Linked DNA regions of Rattus norvegicus: region 1 is linked to region 2. Evidence: chromatin contacts called from public Hi-C data. All regions are on one chromosome and are shown on one strand. The core of a region is the stretch at or near the end of the contact, and the rest is flanking DNA. Distances in the headings are between cores, read along the strand shown.

The links. A called contact is a pair of places that touch in the nucleus more often than the background predicts.
Region 1: a Hi-C map of kidney shows a contact between it and region 2, with 2.9 times the contacts expected there. The contact joins the enhancer-like site here to the promoter of Stt3b in region 2. A contact is called at or near these places in 2 of 12 Hi-C or Micro-C datasets (kidney and liver).

What each region holds. Positions count from the first base shown.
Region 1 is chr8:123,969,181-123,976,343 of GRCr8, forward strand. No RefSeq gene overlaps it. Among named protein-coding and RNA genes, the nearest start is that of Stt3b, 100 kb to the left of the region's middle. Within about 2 kb of position 3,486, at least 4 of the 93 cell types and tissues checked have an H3K27ac peak or open chromatin away from gene starts, as enhancers often do. A contact at or near this core is called in kidney, where this site is marked.
Region 2 is chr8:123,867,626-123,874,955 of GRCr8, forward strand. Stt3b (STT3 oligosaccharyltransferase complex catalytic subunit B) reads right to left here and starts at 4,554. Exons shown (of 16, transcript NM_001170539.1): 1 at 4,183-4,554. The coding sequence starts at 4,490.

The sequences.
Region 1 (7,163 bases), core at 2,236-4,735, 100 kb after region 2:
GAAGGTTCCTGGTGCAGGACTTTTCTAGTTCAGTCCTCTGGGGTTGATCACTAAGGACCAAGCTTCTGCTAGCTCGGCTTGCTAGACAGGAACCAGCAAACATGAGAGGTGCTAACACTATCTTCACACCTTTGATTATTTCTGAAGGCCAAAGACTTTGGAGCACTGGGCCAAAGAACATGCCCAACTGTAAGGTCGCTCACTGGTCAATATTGCTAAATGGGATTTTTTGGTAATAGGTCACTAGGCTTTGGAAGGCCCCCCCTTTTTTTTGTATGATTGAAAAAGAATTCTCCTGAGCACAGCTTGAAAACATTTGCAATGTCAGCCTGGTACAAGCCTGTTTGGCGTTTAAGCTTTAAAATCTTTTCTGGGGACTGGTAAAATGGCCCAGCAGGTAAAGGTGTCTGCCGTCAGCCCGAGGACCTTGGTTCAATCTCCTGCAGGAGACAGCTGATTCCTCCATTGCCCTCTGATTTCCACAGCACACATATCCCCCTTCCCCACACTAATAGATGTGATAATTTAAAAAAAAACCAAGGGGCTGGGAATTTAGCTCAGTGGTAGAGCGCTTACCTAGGAAGTGCAAGGCCCTGGGTTCGGTCCCCAGCTCCGAAAAAAAGAACAAAAAAAAAAAACAAAAAAAAACCCACTTTTCTGGGGTAGCAATTTAATCAGATCCCAACCACTGTAAGTGACACGTCACACAGAGAAGCTTCGTGAATCTTTGTGAAAGACACGAACGTTTACAAGGAGAACGAAATTACCAAGGAAGTGATTTCAGATGAAGAAAGGAACAGCCTGGCCTTTGAAACTGTCTCCAGAGGGAGAAGTCCACTTGCTTTGATTCTGTTTCTTTGAGCCAAATCCAGAGGAGCAGCCCAGCCTCTCCTCTTCCTCCCCTTGTCAGGAGATGAAGCACCTGTCCTGTGTTCTGGAAGTTTCCCTTTAAGAAGTTCTTCCATAATCTTTGAAGATTAAATGCTGTCATGATAAAAGAAAGTATAAAATGTTTGTAAATATTTATTGAGATAAGGATAACTTTCAAAAGCACTTAATTCTTTGTAATTCTTTAATTTGGAAAACTAATAGGTTAGTGTGTAGGTGGGTATTCATACCATAGATGTTTTTTAAATTCTCCAGTACATACTGTTTTTGATACATATATATTAGACTGTTAATACATGTCCATGCTATTTTATTTACATAAAAAAAAAAAAAAAAAAGAAGTTCTTCCATGTTTCCTGCCTGCATCTGGTTTCAGTCACAGAGCACAGAAGCCACCATACGGAGCTCTGTCCAGCCGACATCTGGCCGCCTTCCAGCAATTATCTGAGAAATTCTATTTCAGCCACAAAACGTCCAGCTGTAATCAACTTGCTAATTTTGGTCACCACCCCCCCCAGCAGTGAGCAATCATGATTGGGTCTGAGGGGGCAGGGATCATGTCTGTGACCCCACAAATCCTTTCTCTATGAGCTGTTACTTGGGAGTCCCTGGGACACAATCTTCGCCCGTTAACATTTCAGCATTTCTAGATTAGGTATCTGGATGGAGGATTTGGTGCTTGGTACCAGCAGGATGCTAACTAAGGGTCAGGTGACCCCTCCTGCTGATGTCCTATGGGCAGGTTGATGTATTTGCACATGCCTTGCTTGACCAAGGTGTGTCTCCCAGCCATTAGTTCTGACAGGGATGGCAGGGGCAGCTAGCTGTAGTAGGAACAGTCAGCCACATAGATGAGTGGCAGCCAGTTACGGAGGGTAATTGATTCTTGGCTTATCTAGTTTTGAAGCATCACTTACCCAGAGATCCCAACTTAACCCTACCAGTTAAGATCCCCACCCTCTGTGTGTGTGTATGTGTGTGTGTGTGTATGTGTATGTATGTGAGAGAGTATGTGTGATTGTGTGAGTGTGCCTGTGTATGTATGTGTTTAAGTGTGTGACTGTGTGTGTGAGTATGTGAATGTGTATATGAGTGTGTGTGTGTGTGAGTGTATGTGAATGCACATGAGAGTATTTGAGAGAGAGTGTGATTGTGTGTGAGTGCCTGTGTGTGTGTATGTGTGAGAGTATGTGTGATTGTGTGACTGTGCCTATGTATGTATGTGTGTGACTATGTGTGTATGTGAGTGTGTATATGTATGTGACTATGTGTGTATGTGTGTAGAAATGTCTGTGAATGTATGTGAGAGTGTGTGTGTGCCTGTGTGTGAAAGTGCGTGAGTGTGTATGAATGTGTGTGTGTGTGTGTGTGTGTGTGTGCATATGTGACTCAGGTATATTCCTCAATTGTGCTGGTCCTTATCATTTTTAAATTTTTATTTTATGCACACGGAGGCCAGAAGAGGGTGTCAGATCCCTTGGAACAGGAGTTTTAGACAATTGTGAGCCACCATGTGGGTGCTGGGAACCGAACCTGGGTCTTCTGCAAGAGCTGCCAGTGCTCTTAACTTCGGAACCATCTCTTCAGGTTGCTCTTCCCCGTAGTTTTGGAGACAAGGTCTTTCACTGAGCCTGGGCTTGGCCCATCTGACGGTCTGGCCAGCAAGTCCCAGGAGCCAGTCCTCTGCTCTCTGTTCCTCCTGAGCTGGAATGGAATTCCAGCTTTTACGGTGGAACACTGCGTCTTTACAGCATCTTTACTGTGTCTCTCTAATGTTGCCAGTGTGTGTGTGTGTGTGTGTGTGTGTGTGTGTGTGTGTGTGTGTGTGTGTAATTCAGGACTCCTGATGGAGTGGTGTTCACTTTACATACCAAGCCTCCACCCTAGCTACTGCCACACACACTCTCACACACACACGCGCGCACACACACACACACGCACACACACACACACACGCACACACACACACACACACCCGCGTTGACAAAAGCTGTCGCCCCATTGCAGAAAAGCCACAGAGGAGAGTTTCCAGGGTCCAGCAAAAGCATGAAGCCTGCACAGCCAATTAAGTGTGGCAGATCAGCTCGGTAGGTGGATGCCGGAATCCCATCCTCTCCCAAACATTTCAAAGTAGAAAATCGTTTCCCAGTGAAACCCAACCTAGGAGGGCGATGAGAAAGCCTGCTGCTTTGTGTTAGGGTAAAAGCCTGTTTCTGTTTCTTATAGCTTGAGGCGGGGAGATAGAAGGGAAAGACAATGGAATCCAAAATTTGCATGTAGAAAATGAGATCTTCCTCCCCAAACTGTCAGGGCAGATTTTCACACATGCTGTTGAGATTTAATTTTCTCCACCAAAATAATAATGGAATTCTAGGCAACTTCTTGTTTTAAAAAAGATAGTTCCTACCTCAGGTGTAACCCGCCAAAAGATGAGAGCTATTTCTTTGGGAGCGGTCGGAAACTGGGAAGGTGGGTGTGGCCTAGCAGCAAGGTCAAAGGTCAAAGTCTGTCCTTGCCTCAGGACTGCTGAGCCAGGAGCTCTCAGCCCCGCCTCACGAGGCAAGCCCCTCCCACCCACATTATTTCCTAGGGTTGATTTTTTTCTGTGTTGCAGAAGCAAAACAAACAAAGAACCAAGCCAAACCGGACCAAAACTACTACCTCTCCTCTTACCATTTGTTAGTTACACAAAGCCCAGGTTCCCTTTCATGGATTAAACTTGAACTGTACACCTACGATACTTTTTGTTTTTTTTTTTTTTTGGCTTGAGTTCTAATTTTCATTAATTATTGATCAAGTATCTGGCAAGAGTTGCTAGTGGACGCTCTGACGTGATGATGCAATCCCAGCCAGGCAGACTCTGAGGAGTGACTGACCTTGCCCTGAGCTTTGGAAAGCCAGCTGAGCCCTGGAGTTCATGACACCGTTTTTTTCCCACTCCAGTGGGTTTTTAGCCAATAACTAGAAAAACAGAAACATCCCAAGGTAGCACAGGGCTCTTGTTTTCCCAACAGGAGCAACTTGGAGTCACCCTCTGCAGGTTTGGCTTGAACACTTGCCCCTCTGGGGCTCTTTCTCTGTCTACGATTTATCACTGTGCAGCAAACAGCTCAAATGTCAGCCACCCACCAGTGCATAGTAAGGGACTTCAAAGCCTCCATCAGTCTCTTGAGAGTGATGGCCTAGGACAAGGAGAGACAAGTGTGGATATTCCCAAAGTTGGGTTTGGCCGGGCCACACCTTGGAGTGGTTAAAAGCAGGTCTCCAGGAGCTGGAGAGCTGGTCCAACTAGAAGTAGATGGTCTTGAGTTTGGATCTCAGCAACCATGTAACAAGTTGGGTGTGACCAAACATATGCCAGCAACCCCAGCTAGTAATCAAAGTAGATGAAATCACATACACAAGCGTGCGTGCACACACACACCCATACACCACACACACACACACACCACCCACACATACACACCCACATACACAGACACCACGCACACACACATACACACACCACCCACACATACACACCCACATACACAGACATCACACACAATACACCACCCACACATACACACCCACATACACAGACACCACGCACACACATACACACATACACACACACACATACATACACTCACACACATGCACCACACACACACAATACACCACCCACACATACACACCCACATACACAGACACCACACACACATACACACATACACACACATACACCACCCACACATACACACCCACATACACAGACACCACACACACACACACATACACCACCCACACATACACACCCACATACACAGACACCACACACACACACATACACACCCACATACACAGACACCACACACACACATACACATGTACACATGCACACACTGACACACACACACACACACACGCACATACACACTCACACACACATCAATACATTGATGGATAAAAGAAAGCTGCTCTGGTAATGCCAGACGCTTGTGAGTTGGACAAATACTCATCCCTTTAGGCCTCAGCCTCCTCATTTCTAAAACCTAGACCATATTGCTCTGTTGAAGAAATTGAATAATTCATACCCAGGACTTACTACTTGCTCAAATGCTTGATAAATAACCTATAATGTCATGCTACCATTCACTGAGGAAAAGAAACATCTGCTCACCTCAGATAGGAAACTTGACAGACAAAAGAAATGATTCCAGCCAAGTCCAGCTTGGCACACCAGAGTGAGTTTGAGTTACTTACAGAAGCATGTCTCTCTAACAGCCACAGTTCCAAAATCTCCACCCTAGCTTGGGTGTTGAGTCACAAAGGTGCATCACTAGAGACCCAACCACACTCCACCTTCTGCTTCCTGTCGACTCTAGGACCTCCCAGGGCCATGCACAACTGAAGTAAGGAGGAGTGGTGGCTGGAGACTCAGATGAAGGTCTAATGTTCCTACTCCCGCCGTTCTGATGCAAGAGAGGCTACTTGCGAGCATGACCATCATACCACTCATGGAGGTCAGAGTTCTAGCACGCACAACATGCAACTTCTATAAATGTTCCCAGTTTGGATGAGTTAGGTTTCTGCGGCTGTAACAAAATAGCGGAGATAAACAATTTACAAAGGGGAGACTGGGAGCTGGGGTTGTGACTCAGTTGTTGAGTGCATGACACCCTGGGGTTCGCCCCTCAGTATATGTAAGTAGGCATGAAGCACATGCATTATCCTGGCAGTTGGGAGGTGACAGCAGGAGGATCAGAAGTTCAAGGTCATCCTCGACTGTGTAATGAGTTTGAGATCAGCCGGGCTACATGGGACCCTCTTCCAAAAGACAAACAAACAGGGCTGGTGAGATAGCTCAGCAGATAAAAGTATTTGCAAGGTCAAGCCCCACGAACTGAGTTTGACCTCTGGAACTCACTTGATGGAAGGAGAGAATTGACTCCTGAATGTCGTCCTTTGACTTCCACGTATGCATTGTGGAACATGTGTGCCTGAACTCGCGCGCATACGCCGTACCCTGATTTTTATTTTATTAAGTTAAAATTTTTATTTTATTAAAAAGACAAACACACAAACCCAGGGAGCTCACCTGAGTCTGCCTGTGTGGGCCCATTGTCACCAATATTGCTCTTCGGAAATCAGATTGGCATTTAAGAAATATGGTAGAGGAGAAAGGAAGAGATTCCATGGTGACTGGCTGTTGCTATCTATCCAGGAAGGCAAGGGATGCTGCCTAGAGGGCTAGCCTCTACTAATCAGCAAAGAGATGGACTTACAACTCCATGGATTTGGGTTCAGGCAACAGAAAAAGGGAGCTTAGAAGCAGATTCTTCCCTGAGCCCCCCACAAGGGGCAGAGCCCTGCCCCATCTTACTGTAAGCCTAAAGACAAAGATTACTAAGTAAAGCCAAAAAGAACCCCTAACAGAGAGCATGGCTGGCTAGATAGCTCAGTGGGTAGAGTCCTCACTGCCAAGCCATGGCTGAGTGAGTAGAAGTGCTCACCTTCAAGCTTGAGGACCTGAGCTCCATCCTTGAGTTTCTTTCCATGGTAAAAGGAGAGAGCCAACTTATTTGTTTGTCCTCTGACCTCCATAGATACCTGGCGATGTGTCCCTGCCTCACCCTCCCACGTGCAGACACACACAAAATAAATCAGTAACTGTAAAAGAAAGGAAAAAAAAAGAAGAAAGAGAAAGAAAAGAAACCCAGAGCAGAGAAACCATGAAACCAAACAAGGCTCTGATTGTGAGATTATCATCTTGTGTTACTTGATGCTGTGAGGGGCTTTGCAATGGAGAAGAACACCAGGAAGTAAAAGCCTTTCCCTTCATTGTGGGGTGCCTTCCCTCCTACCTTCTTTCCTGGAAGGGGAGATCAGAGAAAGGTTTGGGATGTTTCATGATTGACAGGAGCAGGGAGGATGCTAGCTAGGTCCTGATCTTAGAGTCTTCCCTGCTACCTTTGGGCCACATGAGGATCCATCCTTTGAGAAGCAGTTAACAGAGAGTGAGGAGATGACAGGTAGTTTTCAGAGCAGAAAACAAACCACACCTTCTTCGAAGCATGATTAAAGAATCAGGGCGAAATTTGTAAGTCTGGAATATCCGTAGGAAAACGCCAAGAGAAAATGCAGGCTTCCTCTTTATAGCCATGAAGATGCTTCTGAACGATGGACTCTTATCTCTCCTAGAAACCAAAGCCTCTGGGGTCGGGTGTGTGTTTGGAGAGAATATGGGTCGATTTGAGGAAGGAGGGGTAGAAAAGACTTGTAAATCCTCCAGA
Region 2 (7,330 bases), core at 3,304-5,803:
TAAGCACAGCCATGGACACTGAAGAGTTAAGAAAAATATGTCAATCAGAGAACACAGGCAGGAGTGATGTGAATGTTCACTCTAAAATTCAACTTTCCTGTGTGTTGAAAACTTACAGCACAATCATTTAGCAGAGGCAGATCTGCTGAGACACAGAGGCTTTTAACTCAAAGCAGTACTGTGGTGTCCCAGGATCTCACTTTAGAAAACATCAGCCTTGGGATTAGTTACTTCTGAGAACACAGGTGTAGTGTAACTACTAAGACAGTACAATAAAGACTAAAGACAGTACAATAAAGACTATCTTATCTTTTTCTGTACATTCATCACTTTTGAGAGCATGAAGGTCAGGCACAAACAGGCTGCTAAGTTACTTCCACATCCAGGAGTTCAGAGCCAGAGAAGAGAAACTTTAGCTTCTAATGCTCCATAGACAACCGTCTTCATGCAAACCACTTATAACTAGAAGTACGTAGTCCTGCCTAGTCTGGCCCTAAAGCAAAGAAAATCCTGAAGGAAAAGCAAAGATTCCAAGGGCTAACAACAGATCCTATCTGCTTGGGATCTAGCTTATGCTTCACGAAAGCCACGATGACTACCCGAGGGGAAGGGTGGCTGCAAGTGGGCACAGATTCAAAGCCATCATTAAACGCGGCCACTCAAGCACTTCCTATTACATGTACTTCTAACTCGAGGATCCCAGTCGCTCCTGGGCAGAAAGTGTGGATTACAATGAAATCAGTGGTGGTGTACCCCATCTGGAAGCGCTGCGGGACTGCTGCTGCTGCTGCTGCTAATGATCCCAGTCACAGAGGCTTTAAAAGATCTGGGAAACTTTCTAAAACTGCTTGCTTTTGCTAACCATTCTGTCTTCTTCAGAAATGAGGTCAACAGTTTTGTTTGGTTTTTTGTTTCTGTCATCTGTAAAGTGAAGAAAAACATGGGAGACCTCAAAAGACAGGATGCAGTCCACAACTCATAAACAGCTCACTTTCCAAGGCTTATTGCTCCTTTGAAAGATATTTTCACTAATAAACCTATTTATACCATAGTTTCAGCTAAAGCCTAAAGCTTTAAATTCTAAATTCCCCAATTCTCTCTAGAGAGAAGCCCCTAAAAGGCTGTGCCATGAGAAAAAGGGCATCTCCTTAGAGTAGTGCTAATGGGAAGAGCTACCACAATCTGTCAGAAGCTAACAGGAAAGGTCTGGCTAATGTAGCATACAAGTGTTCATAATCACAGCAAAACTGCAAAGACTAAACACAATGTTGGATAAAAGGATAAAGCTAGATGCTTGTCCTTAAACTAGTTGGTCAACCAAATGTCTGGCACCTACAGAACAGTCTCAACTGCTTCCTGGACTCCTGTCAGCTCAACTGAGAAGGGAGAAACATCACTGGCACAAAAGGTGAGAATATAACCCCAAAACATTGCCAAATTAACAAAAGAAAAGGTACTTAAGTCAATAACCTCATATACTACCACCTCTTATAGTAGTTGGTAAGATTTATAACTTGGGAAAATTTAAAAACAGGTGTAATTTGGTGACAACTCCCTCTTGGCAGCTTTCTGACGTCTCACAATTCAAGAGGCACTGTTAGTACAGAAGCACTCACCATCAACTGCCTTTCCCGAAAAGGATTCAGAAATTGGGGGGGTGGGGGTGGGGCTGAAAGTGTGGGCAGGCCAAAATTGGTTCATAGAAACAGGCAGAGAGAACATTGAAATATTACTAAAGGTTCCCATCACTGCTGCACGGTAATCTGAGCCACTTCCAAGCTAGTGTGTGAGACTGCTCTTACTAGCTTTGGAGAAAACTGTTTTAAAAGTCAAAAGTAATGACAGGCCACAGGCAAGCTATACAACCTCACTTGTAAAAAATTTTCAAGAATGATTATGAGATGGAAGAATGAATGGCATGCCTATTAGTAACAGCCATGAAATGAAAATCTAAAGTGAACACAGTGTTCTTTTTGTTTGAACTTGATTTCTCTCATTAGGTCTCTTGAATCAGGCATTCCACGAGATTCACCCAGACAAGTCGCCATGCACAGTGAGGTGCAGGGACAATTCCTTTACTACACTATCTGCTCATTAGAATGTTCTAACATTGCAAGTGTGAACATTTCATCAAGAATACACATTTGACACTGCCACTGGTAGGTGGGAGAGCTAAGTAAGTAAGCAGGTAAGTAAGTAAGCAGGCCTTGGCTGTGGACACTGCAGGTCAGTGTGTGTGGATTAAAATTGAAGTGGACCAGACTCGGATGGAACTGTGTTCCCATACACAGCAGACATAAAAATAGATTTTCATGAATAAAAAGTTATGATCTCAAATTTCTAAGGCCATCTAAGCCTCCTCATATGCAGTTTTACTAGGGGGAAAATGAGCAAAAAAAATTAAAATCGCCTCATTTATTTGTGCATTTATCTGTAATCATTAATTTCAGCATCTGAGTTAACTCTTAGCAGTTAAGAATCTTCCACTTGTGGGGTTGGGGATTTAGCTCAGTGGTTAGAGCGCTTGCCTAGGAAGCGCAAGGCCCTGGGTTCGGTCCCCAGCTCCGGAAAAAAAGAACCAAAAAAAAAAAAAAAAAAAAATCTTCCACTTGTAAAAAATGTTACTTTCTGGAAGTATCTAAAATTCACTTTGGAAGTATTTCCAAATTTTGTTACACCCTGTGCTATCTTCATCTAAAAAGACACAACTTTCTCTTCTAGTGTTGTTCAGTAAATTCTAGTGGCTTTCATTTCTGGTCAATTTTATTTTTAATCTAATTGTTTGTTTCATGCTCTATCCAGTTACTTCACAAGTACTAGTAGGGTCATAGTAATCTCCACCAATATGATTTTCTTCTCTGGTTCCAAATAACATAATGGTCATTTATAAAGCAAATCTAATGTTAGAAAAAAATTGATACCTCTAAAATGGGACAAAAACCCCTCACAGCAGGCCGTCACCGTGGCTCACTGCTTCTCTAAACTGTTTTCCTTCAGTAGGCCCCTCTGGTGTTCAATAGATATTGCAGCATAAATATGTTTCTTAAAGTACAACTTAAATCCGATACTGAACATTTAGGTTCCCCCGGCAAAAATTCATTTATAACCTATATATTATTAACTCTTAAGAAGATTCTCTGTGCATTTCAAATGGTAAGACAAATACCCTACCGTTTAATTAGGTCTAATTACAAGTAAGATTAATTCAAGGTTGATAGGGCAGCCAGAGAAATAAACTAGTTTAAAGAGGCGCGCTCCTGCTCTCTTTCTCAACCCCCCCACCCCTCTCTGAAAGAAAAAACAAAAAAACAAAAAACAAAAACTTAACTCAGGTTGGCCCAATGGGGAGAAAGCCCAAAGCAATCTTCCAGTCTAGGTAACTCTGTGTTCAGAGTTGGGTTAAGTCCCTAAAACCTTCAGGTCAATGAGTGCCATGCAGCGTGTGCAACTTCGGCACCACAATCTAGAGCTCCCAGCACGGTGTGTGGTACGGTTTGTACTCTTCTCCACAGACCTTCCTGCAGAGACCAATAAAAGAACTCATGCAACGCTGTCGGATATTGTGGTAACAACCAGGGTGAGAGTTCGGCTAACAGAATAACGATCTCGCTCTAAAAAGCAACGCAATACAACAGTACAAATAGTGTGGCGAGCTGAGAGCACTTAAGGGCCTTAGGGGGGTTAAAGAGACACTCCTGAAAATACCTGGGGCTGGAAAAACACGAGGCGCTACCACTGCGCTCGCTTTCGGGATAATATTTCTCCCCCTAAATCCTAACACTCCGCTCTCCAAGAGAGAGAAAATACAAGGGGAAAGAGTGAAACTGCGAGGCTGAGCGGACGAGGGGTTCCAGTCATCTCCAGCGGCCAGAAGGCAATCCCGGGGCTGCTCCGAGGCAGGAGAGGAGAGAAATGAAATAAAATGCAACAAGGCGCAAAGCTGCGGCGGAGAGGGCGTGGGGAAGGGGCCCCGGGAGCAAGCCGGGGCGCGGCGGGGAAGAGGCGCCGCGCGGGGCCGGCCCACCCCGGGGGCGGAGGACTGAGGCTCCGCTCCCGGGCAAACTTCGCCAGGCGGGCAGGGGGCGCGCCCGGCCCGGCCCGCGGGAGACCGGGTGGGATCCGAGGGGCTCTGGACAAACGGGGACCGCGGGCTGCCTGCGGGGGAAGGGCGGGCACACTCACCACGGGTCGAACTCGTGGATGATGCTCTCGAAGCGGATGACGGCGAAGAGGCGCGAGCTGAAGCCGGCCAGCCAGGCCAGGAAGAGGATGGTGAAGGAGAGCAAAGACTGCCACCCGGCCGGCTGCGACAAGCCCCCGGACAGCCCCGCGGGGGGCCCCGGCTTCGGCGCCGCCGCCGCCCTGGAAGCGCTCTGGGCTCCGGGCCCGTGGTGCCCGTGGCGGCTGTTCCCCAGAGCCATGAGGCCGCTCCACGGGGACGAGTTGAGAGACGACTTGTGCTTGCTCTCCGGGGCCGAGGGCTCCGCCATGTTGTGCCCCGGCGGCGGGTCTCGCTCGTCCTCCGCGGCCACCGCCGCCGCCTGGAGCGAGGGGTGCTGGGCGGAGACCCAGAGGAGGAGGAGGAGGAGGAGGAGGAGGGCGACGGCGACGACAACCAGGAGGAGGAGGCGGAGGCGGAGGAAGAGCTGGGCGCGCTCCCGCCCTCAGCACCGCGAGGCCGGGACACTGTGGGTGGAAGCGGCGGCGGCGGCAGCGATCCGGAGTCTCCGCCTCAGCAGTAGCCGCGACCGCCGCGGTCTCAACCCAAAAGGCCCCTGCGCCCCACTAGCCATCCGTGTCCCCCGTGCGGCTGAGGAGGCGGCAGTGGCGGCGAGAGCCGACGGGACGAGGGCGCCAGAGGAGCGGTGGCTCGGAGCAGCAATGACATTCCCCCGCCCGCCCCGCCGCGAGGATCACAAAGGGGGAGGAGCCCCCTGGAGTCCGGGCGGAGCTCAGGCAACCTTTGACTCCGCCCCCTCTCCCAACAGGAACTGGCCCCTCCGCCTGTCACAGAGCGACAGGTCCGTTAAGGGGCGGGGCCGGAATGGCGGCGTGCACCAACAGGAGCGCGAGCAGGGTCTTGGGCGGGGCTTCGGCTGAATGGCCCTCCCCTCCTCCCCCTCCGCCTCGCGGCCTCGCGCCTATTCGCCGCCGGCCGCGGCTACGATTTCATTGTCAGTTGAAAGACGCGGTTTCGCGCGCGGGCCTGTTTGGGGCCCTGGGGAAGGGCACCAGGAGGTTCGGCTCGCTTCCCCGCGTGGATCCTGACTCGAGGAGCAGAAGGTCCCACGTCCCAGTCGGCTAAAGGGACGCAGAGAGCACGGCCCTGCGGTCGGCTGCTCGGCGGCCGTGACTTTTAACCCGCTCAGCACGGAGCGCCCGCCACGTGACTGGGCGCGCAGGCGCGGTGCAGGGTCCTGGGCGCGTGGGTCCAGCTGCTAGGCTGAACGTGCCTGAGTGAGTGGCTGGGTCGCTGCATTCTCTGTCCCTGTTGTGCTGCCCTGAAAACTTAGAGAGGGCAGACGATCGTTCGAGCCGCAGCCAGGCGCACGCACACACACAAAATGTCACCTTCTTTTTCCTGTGTTTCCCAATTGCCAGGACATTATTTTTGCAGCTCAATCTTTTGACTGCAAGAATTCACTATTTCCACCTGCCTACGTTCGTCCCGTCACCAAATTAACTTTTCCTGGACTAGGTTAGCTATTTCCCAATTCCCACTTTAGCAAACTAGCGAACCGAAAACCCCTGTGTAGGAACTTTTCCTTGTCTGGGGCAGTTTGCTTATACCGCCTTCTTCCTCCACAACTGGCTCCGCCCATCCCCCAAAGCACAAAAGTCAGAGATAAAGATCAGCGGGATCATTGGGAGACTGGAATTACTGTGATATAAGCCCCCTCCCCCACTCCCTACAATAACCTACAGAGGTTATTGTAGAAACAAGGGCCAGTTAATATTTTATTGGTTTCTTTTGTGACACTGGAATTTTTAAAAATGTGTGTAAAGAAGATTAAGTCCTGTAAAAATTGCAAAATAAAATTGTGTTTCGTTGCTTATTGTCTTCGGTAAATGAACAAACGTACCTAACTAGTATATTCAGCCACTCCCAACCTAGTGATTAACTTTGCCGGTTTCCTTATAAAAATAAATAGACTCTCATCGGAGAAAACAAGCCTTCCATAAATAGATCTCCTCACCACCAATTTAATATCCAACATTTATTAAACATGTAAATTTTAATGAGATTCACCGTAGAATATTAACCAATCTCTTTGAACAAAGAGAGGCAATATGTCCTTTCTCAGAAAAGTGCGTGTTAAAATGGCGGCATTTCTTTTGACCCATGTTTCATGAACCTATCCATCTAAAATAACAGGATTTATCTGGTGACTCTCACTTTAGACATTTTGGGTGTCTCTTGTATTACAGGTGTTCCCCATTGAGTTTCTGTCTTCTCCCTCTTGGCGGTTTAGTGACGGGAGGCCCAGTCTGAAAGGGAGTAGAAACAATTACAATAAATTGTAAAACACAAGTCACCTGTGTGGGACCATCCTTTCATCTTTGTATGTGAGAGTGGGCATATGTGTACTATGGGCATAGATGTGAACGTCAGATAACAGTCTTTTTTGTAGACCAGGTTAGCCTCCTGCCTCACCAGAGAGCAGTGTTTCTCAACCTGTGGGTCTCAATCCCTCTGTCAAACTGCTATCTCCTAAAATATTTACATGGTAATTCATGGCAGTAGCAAAATGACAATTATATGATAGAGCAACAGAAGTAGTTTTATGGTTGGGGGTCCACAGGAGTAATTGTATTAAAGGGTCACAGCATTAGGAAGGTTGAGAGCCACTGCCACAGAGCATTGGGATTATAGGCACCTGCTGTCACATCCAGCCTTCTATGGTTCTGGGAAATCAAACTGAAGTCCGCGTGCTTGCGTGGCTTGTCAGTATAAAATGAGCTTATCTGGGAACACCATGGAACATTGTTCAGAAATGCAAGGAAATGCAGGGTCATGATGTAGACAAGGGTAAATGAGCTCCCGGGAAAGCACGAGGACCCACTCTAGTAGGAAACCCGAGAAACATGGCTCCTGTCCTCACACCCACATCAGTCAGCCCGTTGGACTGGTAAGCCTGTTGTGTAAACTGTGGTGAACACGAGAGGAACAGTTCAGGGGAGGCTGACGGACAACCGAATGAGAGCGTTACCAGAGGAAGCAGAACTGCGGATAAGGACGGGTCAGAAGAAGAAAGGAAAGAGAAGCAAAGGTCCTGTGGTGCTGGAGAGGGGAAAGCAAGGAACTCAAGAAAAGACTGGTATAGATGCC